Linked DNA regions of Ovis aries: regions 2 and 3 are each linked to region 1. The links are chromatin contacts, called in public Hi-C maps. All regions are on one chromosome and are shown on one strand. Each heading gives the region's core, a stretch centred on a gene start, on an enhancer-like site or on the middle of the called end of the contact. The rest is flanking DNA. Distances are from core to core; before and after follow the strand shown.

Region 1 (4,786 bases), core at 1,155-3,654:
AAGCCTAATTTTCTTCTACTATTTGCCAAATGATCCAGTTAACAGAATTACATTCCTACAGTTGTCCAAATTGGAGAAGGCAATGGCACCCCACTCCAATACTCTTGCCTGGAAAATCCCACGGACGGAGGTGCCTGGTAGGCTGCAGTCCATGGAGTCGGATATGACTGAGTGACTTCACTTTGACTTTTCACTCTCATGCATTGGAGAAGGAAATGGCAACCCGCTCCAGTGTTCTTGCCAGGAGAATTCCAGGGACAGTGGAGCCTGATGGGCTGCTGTCTATGGGGTCGCACAGAGTTGGACACGACTGAAGCGACTTAGCAGCAGCAGTAGCAGTTGTCCAAATTAGAACTCAGATGGTAAAGAAACTGCCCGCAATGCAGGAGACCCAGGTTTAATCCCTGCATTGGGAAGATCCCCTGGAAAATGAAATGGCAACCCACCAGTATTATTTCCTGGAAAATCCCAAGGGCAGAGAATCCTGGCAGGCTGCAGTCCCTGGGGTCACAAAAAGTCAGACATGACTGAGGGGCTATCACAGTTGTCTAAATTAGAAAAACCCTTAGGGTCAGTCTTTCCTCCTCCTTTCTCATCCTAACCACAGCTTATCAGTCATGTACCAAACTATGACATGTCTTTGCTTTCACTGTTGCCAATATTTAAAATAGTTTTTCCATCTTGATATCTGAAGATCTATTTACTTTTCAAGACAGAACAAATTATTCAATTTCTGAAACTATGTCACTCACCTCCAGGAACACTTAGTTGCTTCTTTCCATGTACAGGCATCTCAAGTACATTATATTGTATGATATTTAACACCAGCTCTCCCATTAGACTAAGGATTCCTCAAGAACAAAGATCACAATTTAGTTATCTTTGTATCAACAATACTAAGACAAAAAAAAAAAAAAAAAAAAAACCATGGGACTCAACAAGTATGTCAAATAAATAAATAAATGAGTTTTACAAATTAATGAAAATAATACTGTTTCATATTGTGGTTTTTGCCTTCCTGTATTTTCTATATGCTTTCTATATCTTTGGTTAAATTGTCCATTTTTTGCTAGTGCTTTCTTTGGATGATACTAGAACCATTTTAAACTTCACACCCTATGACTACAAAGTTAAATGGCTATGTCAAAAGAAAACATAAGAGGGTTTTTTAAGTAACTTAAAATTTTTGTTTTAATAAGGGTATCAGGTATTAGCTCTGAAAAATATGTTATTATTCACAAAACAGATCCCTGAGGGGCAACTGAACAGCTGTTGAAAGTTCTGGCACATCACTATGCCAGCCTGAGCTTAATGACCTACATGTGAAGGGCTAAATATCCAATTACTAATCCTCCTTCAGCTACTCTTTGGCCTGATATGGAGGTAGCTGAAAAAAGATGCCCTACTAACAGATCAGAAATGGATCCAGACTTCTTTGCCAATTCTTAGTTAAAAGATCTTTTGGACTTGACATAATGAGGAAACAGAGAGTGGCCTACAACCATGTTGCAGTGACAGTTTTTCAAGTAAAATTTGACTGTTTAAAACAAGAGTGACTTCAGTTTTGTAACTAAATTTACAGACATTTTAATTCTTTCAGAAAAGTTAAGTCTGGAATTTCCTATTCACAGAAACCTTTAAACATGTTAGAATATTTTCAAATATCAAGTATAAATCACTCCAGAGTTCTTTCCATACTGAGATGGCAGTCTTCTATTCACTGATTCAAACATCACTCTTATCTTCGAATTCTGCAATAATCACTTATTAGAAGTAGGACCAAATTAAAAACTATATAGAAAATGACCATCAACCGGATTATGTTACAGCTCTCCCTTAGGTGACTTGATCCATATATATATCAAAAAGGTTACATAGTAAAGTCAGGCATTATAAACAATGAAACGTCACCAGATGTCTTACAAAACAGTATATGAAAAACAGCTCAAGGAATGAATGGAGAGTAAGACTTATGGTTACATGGAAGAAAAGGCGTAAACATTCTAGATTTAATTACCTCTTATTGGGAGCTTGATTCACTTTTAAAATCTAATTTTCCACTTGAGTTGTGTAAAATTATGATACTGAAAACCTCCTGTATTATAAATACAAATAATTCAGGCAAGAGATGCTTTCCTCTCATCTCAAACATGGAAGAATTATAAGCCCTTTATTAGTGTTGGCCATTTTTAAGAGTAGGAATGTTTTAACATCCCTCGCCACGTCCACGAGGACATATGAATAAATGCCTGCAGGTGTATGCCTGCCTTGAATTGGAAAAACAGGTATTACTACTCAAACACCTCCCACTCCAGAAATCCTAACCCCAGACCCCGCCCCACACAAACCCCGCCCCTTTCTCCCACTGCGGGTCCGGAATTGGCGCAGTGGGCTGACGAAAGACGTAACCTCCGTAGCCTTCTACGTGTAGCTACCGGCTCTGCCTCTGGGAGTTGAAGTTTCCGAAAGAGGACCTTCTAGAGTGGTAAATACCACTACAAAAAGCTTTCTGAGAGGTTATCAGATTCCCCGACAACTCCTCTGTTCGGTAAGTTTCTTGGCGCGGAGGCTTGCGCTCGTCTACCTTTTGATATAATCCGCGAGCAAAAGGAGCTCGTGCCGATCCCGCCTTCCACTAGCAATAGGGCTTCCGGGGAAGAGGTAAGTGGGATAATGGAAAATGGTAGCAAAGACCAGCTCCGGAAGGAAGTGACGTCAGAGAGCGCGCGCCCCTTCGGCTCGCCAAACAGCTTTCTGATTCGTCGGCTGCAAGTTAACCCCGCCTCTGGAGTGCGTCCGCGCGTGTGTGACATGGAGGCGAGAGTCGGGCTCGGTTCTGCTCACTAGTAGAGGACCTCTTGCTGTCGACTTCTGTTTGGGGGGTCAAGATACGGGTCCTAGTATGTGAAGTGTGTTCGCTTCCCAAGAATGAAAGGAGAGGGAAATTTGGACTCTGAAAGGCCGGAAAACGAGTTGTGGTTGTGCCACTTATTGGCAAGAGACCGTGGGCAAGTCGCTTTTCGTCTTTAAACCTCGTTTTCCCTCATTTCCCTCATTTTTCCTACGAGGGCTGATGTCTCTCAGCGCTGTGAAATGTGGGAAGAGGCCAGGGGAAAGTTGCCGCAGGTGCTGGTAGGCCCCACCGTGGTTTTAAGAAGTCCGAGGTGTTACCGAATTTCCCTGAAACATTTTGTGTTTAAATTCAGGAATTTTTCTAGAGATACACAGAGGATAGCAATGGCATATTTCTCGCTTTTTTTTGTTATAAATCCTCCGCCTTTCCCCATCATGGCCCAGGCCTCTGCCTAAGGGACCTCACAGCTGAACTGAGTCGTTATTGCAAATCTGGCCCGCGCATTTTAAAAAGGTATTCCTTCTTTACCACCGTTAGGTCATTTAATTCCGTTCTCCGGTTATTTCGACATTCCTTTGGATGTTTCTGAAAAGGAGACTGTGTTATAAATTATTAAGACTTTAGCCCAATCAATAAAGCTGTGAGTTGTTTGTTTGTTTGTTTTTTTTAACTTTCGGCCAGTCACAACTCATGATGTGTATTGTCCCTGCCAGGAGTTGTGCTAAGAAGTGGAAATACAAGGATAATAGAGATACAATTTTTTAAATCTATCTATCCCACACAAAATTGACTTAGTTATCTTTATCCATAGTTTCATAAAACCACTAGATAATCTATATCTAACTAAACCATTTAAAGCAATTCAGTGCTCAAGTAAACTAAATTTGGCACAATTATTTCTGTAATTGCTACAAAGTTGGTTGAACCTGGTGAATGAATTAAAATCTGCTGTGAATAGCACTGCATGTGAGGGACGAATGCAAATCTGCCATGGTGTTTATATTTTACTCAACAGGTTAATCTGAACAAACTAGTGTATAGTTAAATGCTTACTGTATGTTACAGGCAGTAGGAGTTGGTCCGTGTGTTTGTAAAGTGTGTTGAAAGCAATAATGAAAGGATCTCAATCTAGCATCATTTGATGCTTGATCATTGCATCATTCCCTGCAATGTATCTAGCTTATTCAGAGCTTTAAAAAATTTTCTTTTACTACATTCCTTTTTCTTAATTGGAAATAACTTTTAAAATAGCAGTGATGATTTTGACAAGCTCATGACCTTTGTATTTGATAGGCTTTTAAAAAGTATTAGTATGCAATGATAAGCAAATTAAATTTAACTTGGACTTCTTGGGAAAGGCGACAGCTCCCCCTGGTGTGCATGAGTTGTAAAACTTTGCTGTACTTTGTTATATTAAAAATTTTCAGTCTAGAGCCAATCAACACTTGCTCTTTTGACCATCGTAGGAAACTAGTGAAAAACGATGCCACTGATGATAGAAATACTCTGTCCTACAATATTAATCAATTTCATGAAGAAAGCAATTTGTTTCCTCTGATTTTTAATTGTGCCTTAAAGGCCGCATGTTTGGCTTGTGTTCTCCATGCCAAGTTGCTTCAATTGTGTCCAGCAGTTTGCGACCCTGTGGACTGTAGCCCAGTTTCCTCTGTGCGAGGACTCGCCAGGCAAGGATACTGGAGTAGGTTACCATGCACTCCTCCAAGGAATCTTCCTGACCCGGAGATGGAACCCACGTGCATTGGCCGGCAGATGTTTTTTTTTTAACCACTAGCGCCACCTGGGAAGCCCGCACATTTAGCCTAATGGGCAGGTTTAGCTTATGTTTTCTGTATTGTGTTGGATATATTCATTGCTAATTTTTATTCATGTGTTTATTTTTGGAAAGGAAATAAAAGTGATTCTAGGAATCAC
Region 2 (4,786 bases), core at 853-3,352, 320 kb before region 1:
AATTAAAGTGGGGACTTCCCTGGCAGCCCAGTGGCTAAGACTCTGCTCTCCCAATGCAGGGGGCCTAGGTGGGTTTCAGGCTTGCATTGCGGCTTTTTACTTTCATGTCCAAGGAAGACGGTGTGGTAGACAGAGGAAAAGATTTAGGAATCAAAGATACTTTATTTCATCCTTCCCCACATCCAATGCAGAGGACACCATCATTATCATCTGCTGCTATGTGACAAACACACGTTGGAGCATACATTGCATACCTCTCCTTTACTCTTTCAACAACTACCTGAGAATAGGCGTTACTGTACTCTTTTCATCGAAGAGAAACTTGAAGCTCCAAAAAGTAACTAAGATGACACACTGAGAAGGAAGCAGAGCAGAGTTCTCGTCTTCTTGCTCCAGAGCACATTCTCTTAAGCACGGTTCAGTGAGGCAACAGTGAATTCCTTTAGCTGGATCTCATAGGAAAGAGTACATATTATCCAAACTGGAAAAGGTATTAATGTCGGTTTCTAAAGTACATATCAGGAAGCCTCAGCAGAGCTCAGAGTAACTATTACATCAGGTTTCACAGTTTTTAAATGTCATTGTAACAATTCAGTGGGAGAACTGATTAACTCTTGCTACTGATTACAATGTAAAAATTTCTCATTTGTAAGGGGAAGAAAATAACAAAACTCTCTGTCAAATTGTTGGGAACTCCTTCACTGGAACTTACTTATCTACCAGCTATGGAAGGGTCCTCTAATTGGATAAAATCTTTCAAACTGAAACTCAAACTACAGTACTTGAGAATACATATATTAAAACTTTTGGACATCAGAAATATATTTAATATGTAATACACTATTAAATGCTATAAATATAAAAGACAGATCATTACTGTCTTCAAGCAGCTGGACATGTACACAGGTGTTATTAATCTATTAGTTGGACGACTATGTAGCTGGCATTATGATAGTGCTGTGTGTACAGTACTATTTTTTAAGCCCATCATTTGCAACTGATTACATGGACCATCTGTAACTGTCCTTGAATCACGTTAGAAGTTACCCCACTGACATTTACAGAACATTTGTCATGTAGCAAACTGTTTAGCATAGAAAAGTTGATACAGAATAGCTTTGAGGTTTCATTAAATCAACTTTAGACACCAGGCTATAGGTACAACCCATTGATGTGTAATCTCCAGAAAGACACGGGTTATGATTTGATTGAAGAATATCGTCTCACTCCAAGCCCTCTAGGGGTAGACTGAAGTGTCTTTTCTGACCAGCAAGGGGGCTTTCATCACCGTTTTTCCCGTGAAAGTATCCCACTGGGGTGGAGGGGGTGGTTAAGGCATTCAAAAATGGTGAGGAAAGACGAGGGAGTTAGAACTGAAAATGACGTGGGAGCAGTGGATCATGATCAGTCGGTGGCTCGAGACTCGCCCAGGGGGGTTAGAAGACTGAAATCACTATCAAGACTGTGGTCAGGGAAGGAATTGGGGCTCCTCTCACCGGACGCGTTCGCGCCACCTGTCAGACTGAAAAAGCTGGGCGATGCTGAGGGTACCAGGGAAAAGAGTACCCCGGGCCTCGGGAGAAGGCTGTGGACTGCTGGGTCTCTGCCTTCGAGGCGCTCATTTGGAAGGGGAGGGCAGGAAGTGGGGCGCGCTAGACCCCGCGGAGACTTCACGTGGTCTCTGGAATCAGGCTAGGAGACGAAGGCGAACGGGTGATGGTAGGGTGCGCGATACTGCGTGCCCCTCCCCTGAGCCTCTCAACTCCGCCTCTCGGACACGTGACCACAGCCGGGGCGGGGTTGGGGGGGGCTCGCCTAGCTCCCGCAGCATAGCTCGCTCTGTTTCTTCCCTCCCGCCGCTGTGCCCTTCTTCTCCCCAGTTCCAATCCCTCCGCCCTCCCCCCCTCCTTCCGCATGCTCCAATAGGGATTCGAGCTGTGAAGCGCCCGCCCCTCCGCCCTTTTCTTCGCTTTCTCATTGGCTGAAGCTTCAAGGACGCGTCCCGAGGGCGGGGGGCAGCCATTGGTGGGATGAGCAATCCGAGTTCCCGGATGAGGGAACATTCTGCAGTATAAAGGGAGCGGGGAAGGCGGGAGACAGCGCAGTTTGAATCGCGGTGCGACGAAGGAGTAGGCGGCTGGTTCTCGCTGGGTGTCTGACTAGTCCTTTCTCTGCTTTGCTTGTTTGAGCTTCAGCAGAATTCGAAATGGTAAACTTGGTGGAGACGCTCGAAGACTCCGCGGGTTTTTGCCGGCGGGAGAAAAACCCGTTACACACGGAGATGGGGGTGAAGCGGCGACGGTTGGGAACGCGCGGAGACAGGATTTGGAAGAGCAAGGGGAGGTGTTTTGTCGGCGGCGAGCGGAGCAGCCTCGGATCTCGCGGCGGGCGGTGACGGTTGGGTGGCGCGCGCAGCGCCGCTGGGGGCCGGCGGGCGGCGAGCAGGCGGACCGAGGCGCGCGGCCGCGCCGAGCGCGCGGCGGGGGACGGGCGGGCGGGGTCGCCCTTGCGGCGCGCCGCGGGCCGGAGACCCCGGCTGGGCACGGGGCCGCGCTCGCGCCCGAGCCGCGGCGCGGTGGGGGAAGGGCGCGCTGCTCTGGTAATCCTATATTCTGCGTTCCTCCTTCGCTCGCGGGCGTGTGCGCGCCGCAGGCTGGCGGTAAGGCTGGGAAGGACTCCGGAAAGGCCAAGACAAAGGCGGTTTCCCGCTCGCAGAGAGCCGGTTTGCAGGTCAGTGGTTGTTCGTGCATTCTGGGAATCGTGGCGTTTTTCTTTCCTTTTCCTCTCTTGTTTATCATCGCTCTAGATGAGCGTTTCGTCTTTGCGTGGGTGATAGTGTCGCGACTTGGTTTACCGATGCAATAAATATCGGGGGGGGGCGATCACGTGTGTCTGTGGTGGGGCGCGTTGCTGCACCGGCGTCCATGACCCTGCCTTTGGCGCGCGTATAATTAATTATCTTTGGCTCGTCTATCTTTGTGCATTTATGTTTGTGTATGCTAAAAACGAAGTTCCCAGTGGGCCGTATTCATCGACACCTCAAATCTAGGACGACTAGCCATGGACGTGTGGGCGCGACTGCCGCTGTGTACAGCGCAGCCATCCTGGAGTACCTCACCGCAGAGGTAAATGGGTGTACGCCTATAATCTGGAAAAGGTTGGGAGGGGGTGGGGGGAGGCGGCGAGAGGGAAGGAGGAAAGTGATGCAAGAAAACTCCCAGGCTCTGTACGCAGCGAGAAGCTTCCGACAACGCTAGAGGGGGCTGGTGATCATGATGGGGATCCTCCTGAGCTTGACTTTGCGGCCTTAGGAAATAAAATTGCGTGCCCTCTTTATGGCTTTTGCTTATCTTGCCATTCAGGTAGTGGGGGAGATGACAGTTGGTAGATATACCTTCATCATGAAGGTTTGATTCTTGTCTGGATCTTGACGTTAATGAAAGTTGGAAGGAGATTGATCGCATTTTGCCTTCTAGGTACTTGAATTGGCAGGAAATGCATCGAAAGACTTGAAGGTAAAGCGTATTACCCCTCGTCATTTGCAACTTGCTATTCGTGGAGATGAAGAATTGGACTCTCTCATCAAGGCTACAATTGCTGGTGGTGGTATGTAAATATTAACTTATAAATTTCTCTAGAGAAAAGAATTTGCTTTTAAATTTCCCTCTAGTAATTTTCAGTCTAAAAGAGGACACAGTATATTTTCATTGATCTGTAGTATGGTTGCATCATGAAATTTGATTTCTCTTACGTACTTCTGAATTTTTACTCTGCGCTTACATTGAAAGACATCTTCCAAGTTGAACATTAAACTCTTGGTTTTAAAGTAGTATGTTATTTTATCCCTTTTCTAGGTGTCATTCCACACATCCACAAATCTCTGATTGGAAAGAAAGGACAACAGAAGACTGTCTAAAGGATGCCTGGATTCCTTATTATCTCAGGACTCTAAATACTCTAACAGCTGTCCAGTGTTGGTGATTCCAGTGGACTGTATCTCTGTGAAAAACACAATTTTGCCTTTTTGTAATTCTATTTGAGAAAGTTGGAAGTTTAATTAGCTTTCCAACCAACCAAATTTCTGCATTTGAGTCTTAACCATATTTAAGTGTTACTGTGGCTTCAAAGAAGCTATTGATTCTGAAGTAGTGGGTTTTGATTGAGTTGACTGTTTTTAAAAAACTGTTTGGATTTTAATTGTGATGCAGAAGTTATAGTAACAAACATTTGGTTTTGTACAGACATTATTTCCACTCTGGTGGATAAGCTCAATAAAGGTCATATCCCAAACTAGTTGTGTATAAAATTTGCTTGATTATAGTAGGAACAGCTTTGTTTTGAATAGGTATCTTAGCTAGCAATAACTTAAGCACATTTCTTCCCTTGAAATTACTGTTAATTCTGTCTGTAGATCAACAAAGTTAAAAGGCCCAAGTTTTTTTTTTTTAAATACATTGTAATGAACTATTAAAAGATTTTAAAACTTCAGCACAAGTTGATGTTTTTTAGGCTAAGTTTAACCATCTGAGTTCATCAGCTTTGTTTGCTGTTTGTGATAGCAGCAAGCACTACACCAGCGCACTGTGGGGACTTGGGTGGGGTTGGGGAGCAGAGGCCAGGTAGGAAGGTCCTATATGCAGCTGCCTACACAGTCTAAACTTTTCAGTTTAGACTGATAATGTTTGCAGTGTGCTACACGCTCTTTTGAAGTTTACTTGCATTAAATTGTTCAGTATATGGTAACATCTTTGGGGAACATACTATTCACATTTAACAGAGAATCAAG
Region 3 (4,786 bases), core at 900-3,399, 270 kb before region 1:
AAAAATCGTTGTTGAGAAAAGGACATGAGAAAGGAGAAGCAAACATGATACCTGACAGAATCATGGAACCAACAAGGACATAGATCAGGAAACAGGTTTACTGGAGTTTTTTAGTACCTTTGGGTTAGAACTGACAGAGGTATGTAGAAATATCCAATATCCAACAAGCAGCTGAAAATATGAACCTTGAGCTCAGAGGAAAGGTGCAGGTTTAGGAATCACATTCTCAGGATACTGTGGAAAGAAAAACAGCAGAAGACTCGAAGACAAACTTTAACAGTGAGGAGGCTGAGTGAGGAACTAAAATAAGTGCAGTGTTCTAGAGGCTAAGAAATCAAAGGAAAAGGAAGTGGTCTTCAATGTCAGTTGCTATGGAACTGTCAAGTTCTCTTATAATGACAAGGAGATCATTTGTAACATCTAGGTGCTTTGTAACTTACCATTTCAACCTCCTAAGGGTAACTAGCAAATTAGTATCTTTCCACCACACCTTGGTCTATAGCTGGTTCCTTTTGCACTTCTATTTTCAGGGATCCCTTGGATTTCAAGGAGCTCAAACCAGTCAATCCATCAACCCTGAATTTTCATTGGAAGGGTTGACACTGATGCTGAAGCTCCAATAAATACTTTGGCCACCTGATGTGAAGGTGACTTATTAGAAAAGACTTGATGCTGGGGAAGACTGAAGGCAGGAGGAGAAGGGGATGACACAGGATGCGATGGTTGGATGGCACCACTGACTCAATGGACAGGAGTTTGAGCAAGTTCTGGGAATTGGTGGACAGGGAAGCCTGGCGTGCTGAAGTCAATGGGGTCACAAAGACTGGGACAGGACTAAGCAACTGAACTGAACTTGATGATCTGTGGAAAAGAAGTTCCCCTAGACCTCATTTTCCTACCAATGTGCAATGTGCAATGTGCAAACAAGCAATGCACCAAATAAAAAATTATAGACAGTTCTTAAAAGTACGGTCTTCTTCACACGTGTACCCCAATGTTCATCGCAGCACTGTTTATAATAGCCAGGACATGGAAGCAACCTAGATGTCCATCAGCAGATGAAGGATAAGAAAGCTGTGGTACATATACACAATGGAATATTACTCAGCCATTAAAAAGAATACATTTGAATCAGTTCTAATGAGGTGGATGAAACTGGAATCGATTATAGAGTGTAGTAAGCCAGAAAGAAAAACACCAATACGGTATATGAACACATATATATGGAATTTAGAAAGATGGTAATGATAATCCTGTATGTGAGACAGCAGAAGAGACACAGATATATAGAACAGTCTTTCGGACTCTGTGGGAGAGGGAGAGGGTGGGATGATTTGGGAGAATGGCATTGAAACATGTATAATATCATATAAGAAACGAATCGCCAGTCTAGGTTCGATGCAGGATACAGGATGCTTGGGGCTGGTGCGCTGGGATGACCCAGAGGTATAGTAGCGGTGGGGGGGGCGGTCAGGATTGGTAATAGGGGTACACCCGTGGCGGATTCATGTTGATGTATGGCAAAACCAATACAATATTATAAAGCAATTAGCCTTCAATTAAAATAAATTTAAATTTTTTAAAAAAGTATGGTCTTCTGAATAAAGAGCCAATGAAAGAAGGTTGCTCCATGTCTGCATATGTAAAAGCTTGATGTACGCACAGAGGAGATCTCCAGAAAGCTCAAGGATCCTTGATTCAATCCAGACAAGTCACAGTACGAGGGTAGCTCCCACGGGAAGCCAAAAGATTAATAAATTACGATCAGAGACCGACGGACCTGGGGCTTGCTGTTCAGTATGTAACACCACCCCCTTTAAATGTATTCATCTACAAGAAGAGGTTTTAAGATAACGGACCACAAGAAAAAAATAATGAAATTTATGCACCCGCCTCAAACAAATACGTTTTCTTGCTTGCGTTTTCTGGGAATCTTCAGGGTTCCGGGATCTCAAAGCAAAGCAATCTCTATTCAAGTGCAGAGGTCTGGGACAGCCTGAACTCCTCACAGATGCAAAAGGAACCCGCGGTGAGTGGACCGGGGCTTATCGCGCAAATGCGCGCTCCCTTGTCGAAGTACCGCCCCGGAAATCCCTAGTCACCTAGCGACGGTGTCTTGAGAAGTGCTTCCGGGAGCACAGAAGAGGTCACAAATCATGTGACTGCGGCTTTTAGAGGAACCTGTCCCAGAAGTTGTCCCTGAAGTGGCAGTTCAGAGAAACAGGCAACCCAGAAACCCAGGTAACTGCAGCCACTTTGCCCGGTGGCATAGGCCGCAAGTGGCACGGGTGGTGAGACGGAAGAGAAGATGCCGCTTTCGCCTCCCGTTTGGGCTTGGATTTTGGGGGTTAGTGGGCTGTCAGGCATCTCGGTTACCCGGCTGAGTATTTGGGAATTCCGACTCCAATCAGCCTCCTTGGCTGGAGCCCTGGAGCCGTGGATCCTTGCCTGACCCAGCGGAGAGCTGACACTGCTTATTAGGTTGGGGGTGGGGAGGGAGAGGAAGTCTTGAGGGGAGAGTCACCCGGAGTTTCTCTTTCAGGCGTGGAGATTGATCCTGCGGGAGAAAGGGGTTCATCATGGCGGATGTGAGTTAACACCCCCATATAAGAGGAAGGAGAGAGTGGAGAGTAGGTTGAGACTACTGGGTGGGGAGAGAGCGCTTCCCAAATACAAATTTGTTTCGTTTTACCGCTTCCCTCCAATTACTTTGTCTAGGATCTGAAGTCAGAGACTAATAGGAGTAATTTTCGGGGCCCTGAGTTTCTGCCTGGAATGGGGGTGGAAGACACTTAAAGGTGCCTGAGGTTGAGACAATTTTATTTTTCCTACGCCCCAGTTCTGCGGGCATAAGACAGATTCTGCATATTTACCATTTCAGTTTCTAAATGATGATTTGCTGCTCTGAATCCTTTTCCAGTTAAGTCTCTTTGGGTTCACTGTAGCAATTTCAGATGATTTATAACCATTGCCTTTTTAACACAGCAATACAATTAAAATTCTAAATTTAGGAAACTTTATTGTACTAGTTTCTGGAAACAACAGGGAATTAATATTATTAATGTTTATATTTGTTTATATTTTACATACTGTTATATTTTTACATACTGTTATTTTGTTTATATTGGAGAAGGAAATGGCAACCCACTCCAGTACTCTTGCCTGGAAAATTCCATGGATGGGGGAGCCTGGTAGGCTACAGTCCATGGGGTCACAAAGAGTCAGACACGACTGAGCGACTTCACTTTCTTTCTATAATTCCTTTTGGAGAAGGAAATGGCAACCCATTCCAGTGTTCTTGCCCGGAAAATCCCATGGACAGAGGGACCTGATGGGCTGCAGTCTGTGGGGTTGCAAAGAGTCCGACACCACTAAGCAACTAACACACACATTTTGTTTATATATACACTAAATATTCTTTGGAACATTGAACAGATACTCATTTAATTATTGCAATAACTTTCATGAGATATGCACTGTTAATCACTGTGTTTATAGATGAAGATGCTAAGTCACAGAAAGATCTAGTAACTTCCTCAGATTACACAGCTAGTTTGTTGCTGAGTCAGGATACCAACCCATGCAGACTCCAGAATCCATGTTCTTAACTACACTAAATGATTATTCAACAGTATGAATCTGATTTTTCTTTTAGGTTGCAGGATTATGTGTTTCAACATTTAGCAACTTTTTATGTCTTTATCACTCCATTTTTGGGTGTCTTCCAGTATATTTTTGAGGCCTTATTCTCCAGGCTTAATCAAATCACTGAATTCTTTTGAGCATCTCCCTTGAAAAGATTGTTCTAATAAGGGCTGTGGGAGAAATAAAGATAACTAAGGTATAATTTCTCTCCTTAAGGATTTTTAAAGGTTAAAAAAAAAGTACAATAGGCAAGTGATCATAGCTATGCATACATTATTGTGTGAAAATTCAGAGAAGAGAGGGATTACATCAGTTTGTCTTTATCAGGGAAGCCTGTTTGGAGTATTTGGTGGTTGAGATTAGCTCTAATTGATGAGTAGCATTTTTTTTTAAAAGTAAGATCTAGAGGGTATTACTATTAATAGTTAGAATGAAAGCATGAGCAAAGTTAAAGATAGGAAACAGAAAGATGTGTGTTGCAGAGCTGTGAATAGCCCATTTCATCTGGAGCTGAGGAAGTGTATGAGCGAGTGGTAGGAAGCAGGACTATAAAATGTGTTGTAGCCCATCCATATTGTAGAGAGCCTCAGATATCTCCAGGATCCGTCCACAATTCGGTAAACAGTGGAGAGCCATTCAAACATTGGTTCTTGATCTTGGCTGCATGGGGAATGCTCTGGGGAGCATTTCCAATACAGACGTCAAAGTTCTTTTTATACTCTGCAAGTGTTGTCCATAGCCAGGGTTGAGAGTCACTGCAATTGTCCATTTAGAGAAGGAGAATTATATGATTATTGGCTTTGTGTAGACATGTGTGAGATAGAAGTGATAGACCATCACACCAATTGGGAGGCTGGTGTAAGTCATAAATATTAAAATGAACCTAAATTGTAATGTCATCCGAAAAGGAGAGGAGAACATCAGTTTAAAAATACTTGACTTCACAAGTGGTTTTTAAAGTGACACATGGGAGTTTAGGGTTATTATATTACCTTAAGTTTCAAAGCTAAGTAACAGGGAACAGTAGTGCCATTAGTGGACACAGGAAGAGATTGAGGAAATCTAGATTTTGGATGAAAAATGATGGGTTTTGTGATTTCGTGTTTAAGATGAGAGCAAAGGTAAGCTGGTGGTGATAGCA

What was found. Hi-C and Micro-C count contacts between places; a contact is called where the count stands out from the background.
Region 2: a Hi-C map of hypothalamus shows a contact between it and region 1, with 2.9 times the contacts expected there. The contact joins the promoter of H2AZ1 here to the promoter of TRMT10A in region 1. A contact is called at or near these places in 5 of 16 Hi-C or Micro-C datasets (hypothalamus, liver, muscle and 2 more).
Region 3: a contact with region 1 is called in a Hi-C map of hypothalamus, with 4 times the contacts expected there. The contact joins the promoter of LAMTOR3 here to the promoter of TRMT10A in region 1. A contact is called at or near these places in 4 of 16 Hi-C or Micro-C datasets (blood, hypothalamus and muscle).

Annotation. Positions count from the first base shown.
Region 1 is chr6:25,389,147-25,393,932 of ARS-UI_Ramb_v3.0, forward strand. TRMT10A (tRNA methyltransferase 10A) reads left to right here and starts at 2,405. Exons shown (of 8, transcript XM_015096398.3): 1 at 2,405-2,548.
Region 2 is chr6:25,066,840-25,071,625 of ARS-UI_Ramb_v3.0, forward strand. H2AZ1 (histone H2A.Z) reads left to right here and starts at 2,103. Exons shown (of 5, transcript NM_001009270.1): 1 at 2,103-2,209; 2 at 2,653-2,730; 3 at 3,012-3,125; 4 at 3,477-3,606; 5 at 3,855-4,287. The coding sequence starts at 2,207. The coding sequence ends at 3,916.
Region 3 is chr6:25,119,685-25,124,470 of ARS-UI_Ramb_v3.0, forward strand. It overlaps LAMTOR3 (late endosomal/lysosomal adaptor, MAPK and MTOR activator 3), which reads left to right and starts at 2,150. Exons shown (of 7, transcript XM_004009674.4): 1 at 2,150-2,241; 2 at 2,543-2,588. The coding sequence starts at 2,580.